Linked DNA regions of Rattus norvegicus: region 2 is linked to region 1. The links are chromatin contacts, called in public Hi-C maps. All regions are on one chromosome and are shown on one strand. Each heading gives the region's core, a stretch centred on a gene start, on an enhancer-like site or on the middle of the called end of the contact. The rest is flanking DNA. Distances are from core to core; before and after follow the strand shown.

Region 1 (5,891 bases), core at 634-3,133:
AAGGTATCTCTGGGTTCCAGGTCAGCCTAGACTACAAAGCGAGTTCCAGGACAGCCAAGGATACGAAGAGAAACCCTGTCTCGGAAAACCTAAAGATTTAAAAAAAAAAAAAAAATTACAGTCTCAAAAATACACAAACAAGGGGTTGGGGATTTAGCTCAGTGGTAGAGTGCTTGCCTAGGAAGCACGGTTCGGTCCCCAGCTCTGAAAAAAAGAACCAAAAAAAAAAAAAAAAAATACACAAACAAAAACCCTACACTGCTATTACTGCCAAGTCAGTAAAAGTATAAAAGAGAACAAAGATTTGCACAAAGCGCTGGGACAAGATAGAGAATGCTAGACTCGGGATTCTGCCATCTCTTAGTTTATTCTCTGAGAAGGAACAACTCCTAGCTAAACAGGATAAATGATTAGAGTAATAATATCAGGCATAAAAGCCTACCCCTCTTCTTTGTGCATGATCAGTAAGTGGTAGTTATTACTATGTTACAGTAATACTAAGAAGCCTGACTACACACATCTCTCTCTTTACAGTAATACTAAGAAGCCTGACTACACACATCTCTCTCTCTCTCTCTCTCTCTCTCTCTCTCTCTCTCTCACACACACACACACACACACACACACACACACACACACACCCCGTAAGAGCCAAACCCCTAGAAACTGCCACACACAAATACACCTCATATTTAGGCAAATAGTTGTCTAGCAGTCTAAGCCCTTAACTCATTCAATCACATTCACTCAATAGTATACATTACCTCTTTTACAGAAGGCAAACGCAAGGACTGGACCTAAAATGCAGGGTCTGCATACTGTACCATCACGTCGAACAACGCCATCACAAGATGTGTCCTCTTAGACAGAGGGGCAGACCTGGTGCCAGATTTAAACCCGAAAAACCCTCCGGCCTCACCCTGTCTTACTTAAACTTGAATGTTACCCAATGCTAACCCAACACAAAGTCAAATTGTTTTAGAGCTTGGACCGATGAGTCACACAAACCAGGCCTTGAGGCCTGCCGCGAGGTGCTTGTCACCTGGATGACCTTAACCCTTCCAAATCTCAGATTCCTCATCTGCAAAATGGGGCTAAGAATAGCGCCGACTTCAACCAGCTGTTTTGAATATGAATGCAAGGGCCCAAATTAACCAAGCCGCGCATATCTGCTTAACCCGTAAATACTGGATATGTCAGTGCAAGCGGAAGGTGGGTCATTTCCCACTCCCAACTCCCGAGTAACCCAGCAGACCCGCCGGCTCTTACCGCTCTTGGGTTTAGACTCGCCGGCCGGCCCCGCCGAGGCGGAGCGGGGCGGCTGTTGCCCTTTGCTGCTGCCCGAGGAGGCGGAGGAGCTGTTGGAGCCGCTGTTCTTGTCCATGTCGGAGGCGGTGGCGGCGGTGCTGGGGGAGCTCTGCGGCATCAAAGGGGGCCTCGGCGGCGACGGCGGTCGGAGCGGAGCGGGCGCGGCGGGGACCCAGGCTCATGGCGTTCAGGGCCGGCGGGGGTCGGCGGCGGCAGCGGTTCTCGGCCTTCATGGCGACATTTTTCCTTGTTTCCTTCCTCAGCTTCTCAAAATGGAAGGAGAAGCGGCAGGTGGGGCTGTGGGGCCCAGAGGCGGCGGTGACCGAAGAGGAGGAGGAGGAGGCCGGGGCTCGGAGGTCCGGGCCGGGCCTGGCGGGGCGGAGGCTGAGGGGAAAGGGGAGGCGCGGGAGGGTCGCGAGCCCCGCCGGCCGGCCGGACACGCTCTCCCGCCGCGGGGCAGGAGAGAGGGCTGGTTGTCTCGGTGCCGGGGACCGGGGTCTCCGACACAGCGACCGACACTCGCCTCTGGGCCGAGGCCGAGCTGCTCCGGGAATGGCGACGAGTCGCCAAACAGCATCTCCAAGAACCCGGATGGACTATTTATATAGTTGCCAAGTGGACGCGATGCATTCTGGGATGTGTAGTTTTCACCTACATCCGGGTCCTAGCCGGGTACCGCTTGTTCCTGCCAATGCTTTTCCTCTCTTGCCTTTTCCCGGTTTCTTCTCCGCTTCCCGCTTCCTCCTGCGGTCCTTCGTTTTGAGACAATGTTTCATTATTTAGTGCTAACTGGACCAGAACTCCTGGTGTGGAACAGTCTGGCTTCCAGTTCACAGATCTTCCGATCTCTGCCTCTCCAGGGCTGGGATTTTCTTTAAAAAAAAAAAAAAAAAAAAAAAGATGTGTGGGTGTCTGGCATCTTAGGAAACCAAGCAGACAGGCCGCGCAGACATATACACAGACAAAACACCCATAGAAAGCCAAGTGGAGGGGTTGGGGATTTAGCTCAGTGGTAGAGCGCTTGCTTAAGAAGCGCAAGGCCCTGGGTTCGGTCCCCAGCTCCGAAAAAAAGAACCAAAAAAAAAAAAAAAAAAAAAAGAAAGCCAAGTGGAGTGTGATGATGGCCCACCTGCAATTCCAGTGCACAGGAAACAACTAAGGAAATTCCCGGAGCAAACTGTCTAGCCAGACTAGCTGAAATGGTGAGTCTATCTAGAGACCCTGATTCAGTGAAGAATGTGGAGAGTCATGGAGGAAAACAACCAATGTCACCCTCGGAATTCCATATACACGTGTGCATACCTGTGAAATTTTTCATACATTCATACATGCATGCCACATTCATATGTAAAAATAAGAAAAAAAGCAACATTCGAAACACCAAAAAGAGAGGAACAACAAAATACACTTAAAGTAAGGAGATGCCAGCCAAGCAGAGGTTTCAACAGAAGAGCATCTGTGCTTGTGAGGGATAAGGGAAGACTTCTTAGAAATGCTGCCGGGCTGGAGGTACGGCTCAGTGGGGGCTGGAAGTACGGCTCAGTGGTTAAGAGTACCGACTGCTCATCCAGAGGTCCTGAGTTCAATTCCCAGCAACCACATGGTGGCTCACAACCATCTGTAATGGATCCAATTCTCTCTTCTGGGGTGTGTACTCACATAAAATAAATAAATAAATAACTCTTAAAAAAAGAAAGAAAGAAATGCTGCCATGTGACACGCACAGGACGAGTGGAATTTTTTTTTTAAATGAAGTTAGGGGTCAAATACAGAGCTCCATGCTCACAATCTAGTTTTCTACCTCTGAACTATTACCTCAGCTGATGAGGGGAAGTTTAGCAACTATGTGTGTACAAGATCCAGAGTAGCTCATGCCTGTAGTCCTAACACTCAAGAAACAGAGACAGGAGCGGCTGCTGGTGGTGCACATCTTTAATCTCAGCACTAAGGAGGCAGATGCAGGCGTCCTGACACGCCTCTAATAACATCAGGATCATCTGGGTCAAGGACAGCCAGGGTGCATACTCTGTAGTGTTTTCCATAGGCTGTGCCCAATTCAATAGTATTGCCATGGGGTTGGGGATTTAGCTCAGCGGTAGAGCACTTGCCTAGCAAGCACAAGGCCCTGGGTTCGGTCCCCAGCTCCGAAAAAAAGAAAAAAAAAATAGTATTGCCACTATAGTTACGGGCACCCATTTTCACCAACATGGCATAGTACTCTATTTCAGACTTCCCCAAAGCTGGTCAGTTGTTGCGAGGATAACCAACTTCGCTTTGCCTTGTCTGATCATATTCAGAGTCTGTGCCCCAGCACGCACTTTGCACTGTTCATAACAAGCTGGAGCCTAGAGTTGATGGACTTTTTCATCTTCTTTTCGACTACCATCTTCTTGCCTTAGGTGCAGGACAGTCCCCAACCAAGATCAGCCACTAAGGAGGCTGGGGAGCAAGAAAGGAAGAGGAATCAGACTCTTATTTGGTTCCTTACTATCATATAGTGTACGAGATATTTAATATGAAAGGAATCACAGTTTAAAGTGACATGGAGGGCCATAGAAGTATACTGGGGGGGGGGGGTGCAGTGTGTGTTGGAGAGATGGAGAGAACACTGACTGCGGGTTGGTGATTTAGCTCAGTGGTAGAGCGCTTGCCTAGCAAGCACAAGGCCCTGGGTTTGGTCCCCAGCTCCGAAAAAAAAGAAAAGAAAAGGAAAAAAAAAAAAAAAAAAACTGACTGCTCTTCCAGAGGTCCGGAGTTCAATTACCAGCAACCACATGGTGGCTCACAACCATCTGTAAAGAGATCTGATGCCCTCTTCTGATGTGTCTGAAGACAATGACAGTATACTTATATGCATAAAATAAGTAAATGCATCTTTTTTAAAAAAGTCTAACTGGGCTGGAGAGATGGCTCAGCGGTTAAGAGCACTGACTGCTCTTCCAGAGGTCAAGATTTCAATTACCAGCAACCACATGGTGGCTCACAACCATCTGTAATGAGATCCGATGCCCTCTTCTGGTGCGTCTGCAGACAGTGACAGTGTATTCATATAAATAATAAATAAATCTTTTAAAAAAGTATAACTTTTCAGTTTTTTGCTTATTTTATTTTTATGTGTATAGGTGTGTTTTACCAGCTAGTATGTGTGTGCCTGGTGTCTCTAGATACCAGAGGGCATTGGATACCCTGGCACTGGAATTAAGTCACCATACAGGTGCTGGGAATTGAACACACGTTCTCTGGAAGAACAGCCAGTGCTCTTAATTGCAGAGCTATCTCCCCTGAATGGACCCTTGTAGGTCTGATGACCTTGGCTCTGGCAGGCCTTGCCTTCCCCATTCCCTCTGCCTTGCTAAAAACCATTAGATTACCTCCATAAAGCCAGCCCCCAGGGTCTGTTCCCTTCTTTGGCCACTTCCTCTTCCTAAGGCTGACTAACAAGGTCCAGCTGTCAAAGTATTGAGGTTAAAAAAAAAAAAAAAAAGCAGAAGCTGCCTTGGCTCACCTAATTAACACCCCCACTTAAACACCTCACCTAACACGGGTTTCCCTTTTTACCTTTATTAACTGCTATTTTCCTACGTGCCTTGTCAGTCTCCTCTCTATCCAAAGGCAGTCCTTTGTCCTCCTTGACAAATGCACCTCCCGCTCTCCCTTGCCCCTTTCTCCCCTCTCCCTTGTTTCCTTCCCCTTCTCCCTCGTCCTCCATCGCCTTCTTTGTCCCTTATCCCTGCCCTCTGTCCCTCTGGGGCAAAGAAATCTCCTTTATACTGAGAACTTGGTCTTGGGGGTCCTGAGCGACACTTTTCCTTTTATTGAAAGAACCTAGCTCGAGTCTCAGGATGGCGCGCCTCAGGAAACATGAGAGACTGGCTTGATGTAAAAGCAAGAGGCAGTTTATTATAACGAAGCTCCGGGCCGACACGTGTGTCTCTCCCAGGAGACAGAGGAGTTGACCCGAAACTCAAAAGTCAGGGGTTTATATAGGGAAAGCTAGGGGGAAAACTAAGGGGTTTGGCACGGTCACACACAATTGGCTGTTTCAAACAGTGGTGGCTAATTTTGGCTCGAGATTGCATCAGCAAGTAGTATGTGTATTTTAACATTCCAGCGACGTGGTAGGATAGTTTATTTTGGTTAGCAGGCGGTCAAGTTAACCTCAGAGGGGTGGGAGGAAGGGGAGAATGGGTGGCTCCAGATGGTCAGTAGCTTTGTGGAGTTTTGTTTATCCTTTATGGTCAGCTATTTTGTTGATGACTTAGCAGCCCTTTCTCAGGCTTGTCTAGGCATGTTCAGGCCTACCCTTTCCTGTCTCCCTCTGCCTAGCTATAGATTTTAATTTTAAACTTTATTCCTTCATTATCACCGGCCCCTAAACTAAGGAGTTTGTTTTTGACAGGATCTCACTTTTTAGTCCTGGCTGGCCTGGAACTCAATATAGAACCAGTCTGGTCTCAGAAATACAAAGATCCAACTACATGTGTGTCTCCTGAATGCTGCATTTATTTATTTCCTCCCCTGCTCCCCCTCCGTGTGTGTGTGTGTGTGTGTGTGTGTGTGTGTGTGTGCATGCTATGGTTCAC
Region 2 (5,600 bases), core at 674-3,173, 150 kb before region 1:
CAAATCTTGGCAAGGGGCAGGCTGCTGAACAAATCGAGCATTCAGAGCATGATGTGAGCCTCCTGCCCGAGACGCTGGTGCCTCTGGCTGCCGCCACCATGAGCTGTGGAGGCTGCTGTTCTCACCTGCGATGTGGGGAAGAGATGTTCCTTGTCCAGCTGGGCAGCGATGGGGACCAGCTCCTTCTCAGCAAAGTCCCGGCATGTCTGGCGCAACATCTGATGTGTCTCAGGTAGTTCCACAGACTGGTAAACAGTATGTAATCTTCGCCAATCTCGAGCGCGGAGAGCTATCAGATAAGGGTTGGAGTTAGGGAAGGACATTTCGAAAGATCTTAAGACTCGTTTCTCTTTATGTGTCTGTGTATCTGTGTTTATATGTGTACCCATGCATGCAGGTGCCCACACAGGCCAGGAGAGGGGTCAGATCCCCTGGACCTGGAGTGACAGGGGATTATGAATTACCCAACATGGGTGCTGGGATCTGAACTCAGGTCTTCTGTAATCACAGCAAACGTTGAGGTAGGGGATGATTTGAGCCTGGAGTTCAGGCTAGCCTATGCAACATGTCAAGACTTCATTCATCTCAGCGTCTGGGGTGAGGGCCGGCAGCTAAGAGCACCTGCTGCTCTTTCAGAGAAACCAGGAGCAGCCTATAGGGTGGCTCACAATTGTCTGTAACTAAAGTTCCAGGGGATCCAATACGCTCTTCTGGCCTCTGTGGGACATGGTGCGCTTACGCAAGCACACGTGCAGGCAAAACATTCACACACATAAAATAAAAATAAACGTTTAAGAAGAAAAAAATAGGGCTGGAGAGATGGCTCAGCTGTTAAGAGCACTGACTGTTCTTCCTAGAGGTCCTCCTGAGTTCAATTCCCAGCAGCCACATGGTGGCTCACAACCATCTGTAATGGGATCTGATCCCTCTTCTGGTGTGCCTGAAGGCAGGTACACTGTACTTATGTAAATAAATAAATAAATAAATAAATAAATAAATAAATAAAAAAAGAAAGAAAAAAATAGAGCACTACTCCCCACCCCCACCCCCAGTGTCAAAGAAAAAAACACTTTATGGATACAACGCTAATAGGGCTGTCACGGAAAAGCCCCAGGCTAACTGAGTGCTTAATTGCTTGTTAAACACACCAATCCTCAATATGATCCCATTTAGGACACCTCGGAAATGGGTTTTAAGTTTTAAGTTTCGCTGGGTCTGGAGTTCTATAAAATGTGACCTCCAGGGTGTGGAAGGATTAAAGAAGTACTAACGGTTGATTTAACACCCCTTAACAATTAGACGGTTAAATCAACCCGTCTAATTGTTAAGGGGTGATAGTGTCAGGACTGCTACAGACGACCCAAAACACTATAAAACATAACCAAATGCTAACATTATGGAAACACATGATAGAGGCCAACCAGGACGCGTCCTGTGATTTTAATATAGCTCTGGGGATGGAACCAGTGCACACTTGGACCACTCGGTGCGGAGAGGTTGAGAGTCACGTCCAAGGTCACAGGTCGGAGTTCAATGCCAGCCCCCCACCCCCACCCCCGCAATGGAGGGCCAACTCCCCCAGAACTTTAGCTGGAGCTGAAATGGGGTTAGGGGTGTGGATAGCGGGACCGTAAAGGGGAGTTGGCGATGGGGGTCCCACTGGAAGGAAGCAGAGCAGGAGCCCGGATCCCTGCAGTGCCTGCATTAGCCAGAGGCTACCGAACTAGGACAAAGGCCGCGCGCAGCCGCAGGGGTGCTGCCGCTCGTCCGCCCGTAGTCATAGGAGGACCCGCCGTCAGGATCTCCGCCCTGTGACCGGTCCTGAGGCTCTGCGGGCGTACTCACCTCTGCCGAGAGAGCCACCGGCCCGGGCGAGCAACGCAGCGGCCATGGCCATGGGCACAGACCTCCGGGACCTCCTGAAGCAGCTCTAGAGTTCCGGATGGCAGGGGCAGGGCCTGGGCCACGCCCACTTGCTGCAGGGGCGGGGCCGAAGAAAAGCGGGGGCCATGCCCACGGCGCGGGAGAGGAGGGGCGAGAGCCAATCCTGGGCCACGCCCACCTGACCGGAGGGGCGAGGCCTGAGACTGGCTAAGCGTCCTAGGGTTGGGGCTTCAGACTTTCGCAGGAATTAACACTCCTGCCAGTCGGGGGACTACAAAGTTTGTCAGCTCGTTCTCCTGCTCTCATCTCTGGTAAAGCTGCTGACAACGCAGAGGCACAAAAATAAAAGCAAACAACCAGTCATCCTCGGGAGAGAGAGAGAGAGAGAGAGAGAGAGAGAGAGAGAGAGAGAGAGAGAGAGAGAGAGAGAGAGAGAGAGAGCGCGCGCAAACTTGTAATTCTAGTGACACCTGAGCCTGAGGCAGGAGGATTTTGCAAGTTCAAAGTATCCCTGTATCTTACTTCAAAATAAAAGTATAAAGAGGGCGTGAGGAACATAGTTCATCGGTTGAGGCCCTGCCTAGCAGACATAAGGCATTGGGTTCAGTTTTAGGGAGAGAAGAAAAGAGCTAATACCTACCCCTGCCCGCCCACTCACTTCTGCATCGTGACAGCGTGAGAGCGTAATCCCTGGCTCCGGTCACACAAGGTAGGCAGCTATTTACATCCATCCACCCTTCTACTTATACTTCGCCCTGGGAATTTTTTTTTAAAGATTTATTTATTTTATGTATACAAGTACACTGCAGCTGTCTTCAGACCAGAAGAGGGCATCGGATCCCTTTACAGATGGTTGTGAGCCACCATGTGGTTTCTGGGAATCGAACTCAGGACCTCTGGAAGAGCAGTCAGTGCTCTTAACCGCTGAGCCATCTCTCCAGTCTTTTTTTTTTTTTTTTTTTTTTTTACTATTCATCTCTCCCACTATTTGATGATCCCAAAAGGGCTGGATGTCTCAGTATCTAGGCTCATTGCATGGGGATGCCTGGCAGGAAGATCCCTACAGCCCTGAGATGTGAATATGAAACAGAACTACTGTCTCACACACCTCCTAGCTGGGGAGCAGAGCCCCGTTGGGGGTAGGGATACCGCCCATTAATGACAAGGGTTGAGTCCTAGCACCCTAAGAACAACTTCCTCTGTCCTAGAGACTGTCAGTGTGATTTAGCTCACAGGGTCTGACCTTCATGCCCTCCTGGTTTCCACATATCCCACCACTGACCTGTGCACTGAAAGTCTTACTACATCCCCCACCCGTGCCTAGAAAACTGAGGTAAAGGTGTGGCGTGATAGTTTAGATTGCAAATGTTCCCATTCCTTCATTCCTCCCCCATCCCGGAACTCTGGAACTGCCATTTAAAAAAAAAAAAAAAAGCCAGGCTGGAGAGATGGCTCAGCGATTAAGAGCACTGACTGCTCTTCCAGAGGTCCTGAGTTCAATTCCCAGCAACCACATGGTGGCTCACAACCATCTGTAATGGGATCTGATGCCCGCTTGTGCTGTGTCTGAAAGACAGTTACCTACAGTGTACTCATAAATAAATCTTTAAAAAAAAGACACCTGCCCAGTTTAGGCTTGTAGCTTGTTAATAATAAACAAAACAAAAACAAAAACAATACAGGTCTCTGTGCCTTTATTGGGAACGCCATGCAGTTATTTGGGAGCAAAGCAAAGGGGGTGAAGGAATCCCCCCCCCAATAATTACAAGTACAGGCCTCCACTGCCTGGCCAGCCTTGTCTTTTGAGGTGGGGTCTCACAATGTGGCCTTGGCTGCCCTGAAATGGTAAACCAGGCTGGCCTGGGAGACTGACCTGCCTCTGCCTGCCAAGAGCTAAATTAAAGATGTGTTGACATCATGCTCGGCTCAAAGATGTACAGATAAGCGAGGTCATTGTGTCATCACACACAGCAGGAAGCCTCGTTAGGGCTGGGAACAGAGCCCAGGTCTACTGAAGAGCAGTCAGTGCCCTTACAGAGCCATCCCTCCCTCTGTCCCATTAACTCGAAGTCCCTGCCTAAAACCTACACCAGAAAAACTTTAAAAAGAAACTGGTGGCTCTCAGTTCAAATTCCCCTCTTATAAACCAGTGACACCCAAGTCAACAGAAATGCAGCAGCCGATTGAAGGGACTGGGACCCCACCCACCTCCCAAGTCCCCAAAGGCCCAATCAAGAAGCAAGAGAGAGTGAGGATATTGTGAAAAATCTTTATTACCGTCTCTGGTGGTAAAATAGCATCTCATACAAATAGAATCACCTAGGTTTTTGAAATGAGGATTTTAAGGACAGAGATGTTTCTAAAATTCTGTGAAAAATAGATTTACAGGGAAAATAGACTTTCACAACTCGAGGGACATCACCACATGATCCTTTATGAAACAAGGGTGAGCCCACCTCTTCCAGACTCCCTGGCTATGATGCTCTGGACACGGAATGTGGATGTTTTCAGAATCTGAGTCTATGGCCCATCCCGGACACAACAAGGTGCTGTCCCCAGGAACTGGGAATCAGATGCCCAGAGCCTAGAGAAGCTTCAGAAGGTTCGTACGAGACAGTGCTGAGCTGAGCTGAGACAACAGCTGACACCAGCCCAGGTACTGGCTATCTTTACTCCTGTGTTCATGGTTTAGGCAGCTTGGCCCCAAGGCATAGGCCAAGGATAGAGACCAAGCAGAACCTGCCTCGTACCAGGGGGGCTTCTGCCCAGCTGCGGGGAGGTCCCCTGGGGCTGCTCTGGGCAAGGGGCATGCGCCCCCAGCACTGACTCTGTCTCCCTCGGTGTCACAGGAAGCTGCTCTAACCACTGGGGCTCCTGCACATGCCTCTGCTGTCAGTCGTTCACCAAGAGGACTTCCAGTTTCCTCAAGTCAGGCACAAAAGCCGGGATTTCAAACTCTCTAGCAAAGAGCAGATGCATCCGTTCGCAGCCAGACAGGGATTCCTGGCCCTTCAGGAGCTAAGGAGACTGCTCCATCCTAGCAGGCTGACTGAGCACCGGCCTCAGTGTGCGCTCACTGAGAACAGGCTGGTGAGCAAGAGGCTGCCACCCGTCTCAAGCCAGTGTGCCCAGCTCCTCCACCCGGGACTCTCCAAGTAAAAGCCAGCACGACGGGCAGGAAACAGTGCCAGGAAACAGGAGCAGCCCAGGCTGCGCTCCACTGAGCAAAGCTCACGCAGCCCCAGGAAGCACATCCTGGTAGTTCTCACTCACTCACTGGGAACCAAATACCTCACCAGACTGGAACAGGGCAAGGGCTCTGAAGCTTGTCAAGAACATGGAAATCTCACCAGAGGAGCCGGGTGAGGGAAAGCAGAGACTGCTCATGTCTGTATATAGGAAAGGGAGGACAATGGCCCCGCAGCTCCCAGCAGCACATAGGGCAGAGCCACACTTAAGGCACTAGATTTGGAGTGGACTCCAGCTCTGAGATCACTGGAATGGTCACCTGGGCTCGCTTATCTCAGTGGATAAATCCAGTGCAGCATGAAGGGTGAGCCAGGCTTCCTCATTCCCAACGCTGCCCACACGTGGCCATCAGGTGCTGGCCAGACATAGAATAAGGGTCCAAATCCAAGCCCACTAATGCTTTAGAGGCCAGCAGAGCGACACTGGACAAAGCAAGTCCTTTTGCTTTGGGGCCCTGGTCGTGTCAC

Evidence for each region. A called contact is a pair of places that touch in the nucleus more often than the background predicts.
Region 2: a Hi-C map of liver shows a contact between it and region 1, with 2.6 times the contacts expected there. The contact joins the promoter of Acads here to the promoter of Rnf10 in region 1. A contact is called at or near these places in 3 of 12 Hi-C or Micro-C datasets (hepatocytes and liver).

Annotation. Positions count from the first base shown.
Region 1 is chr12:46,998,401-47,004,291 of GRCr8, reverse strand. It overlaps Rnf10 (ring finger protein 10), which reads right to left and starts at 1,883. Exons shown (of 17, transcript NM_001415782.1): 1 at 1,270-1,883. The coding sequence starts at 1,426.
Region 2 is chr12:47,150,656-47,156,255 of GRCr8, reverse strand. Acads (acyl-CoA dehydrogenase short chain) reads right to left here and starts at 1,923. Exons shown (of 10, transcript NM_022512.2): 1 at 1,846-1,923; 2 at 126-289. The coding sequence starts at 1,897. Unc119b (unc-119 lipid binding chaperone B) reads right to left here. Exons shown (of 5, transcript NM_001105934.1): 5 at 4,141-5,600.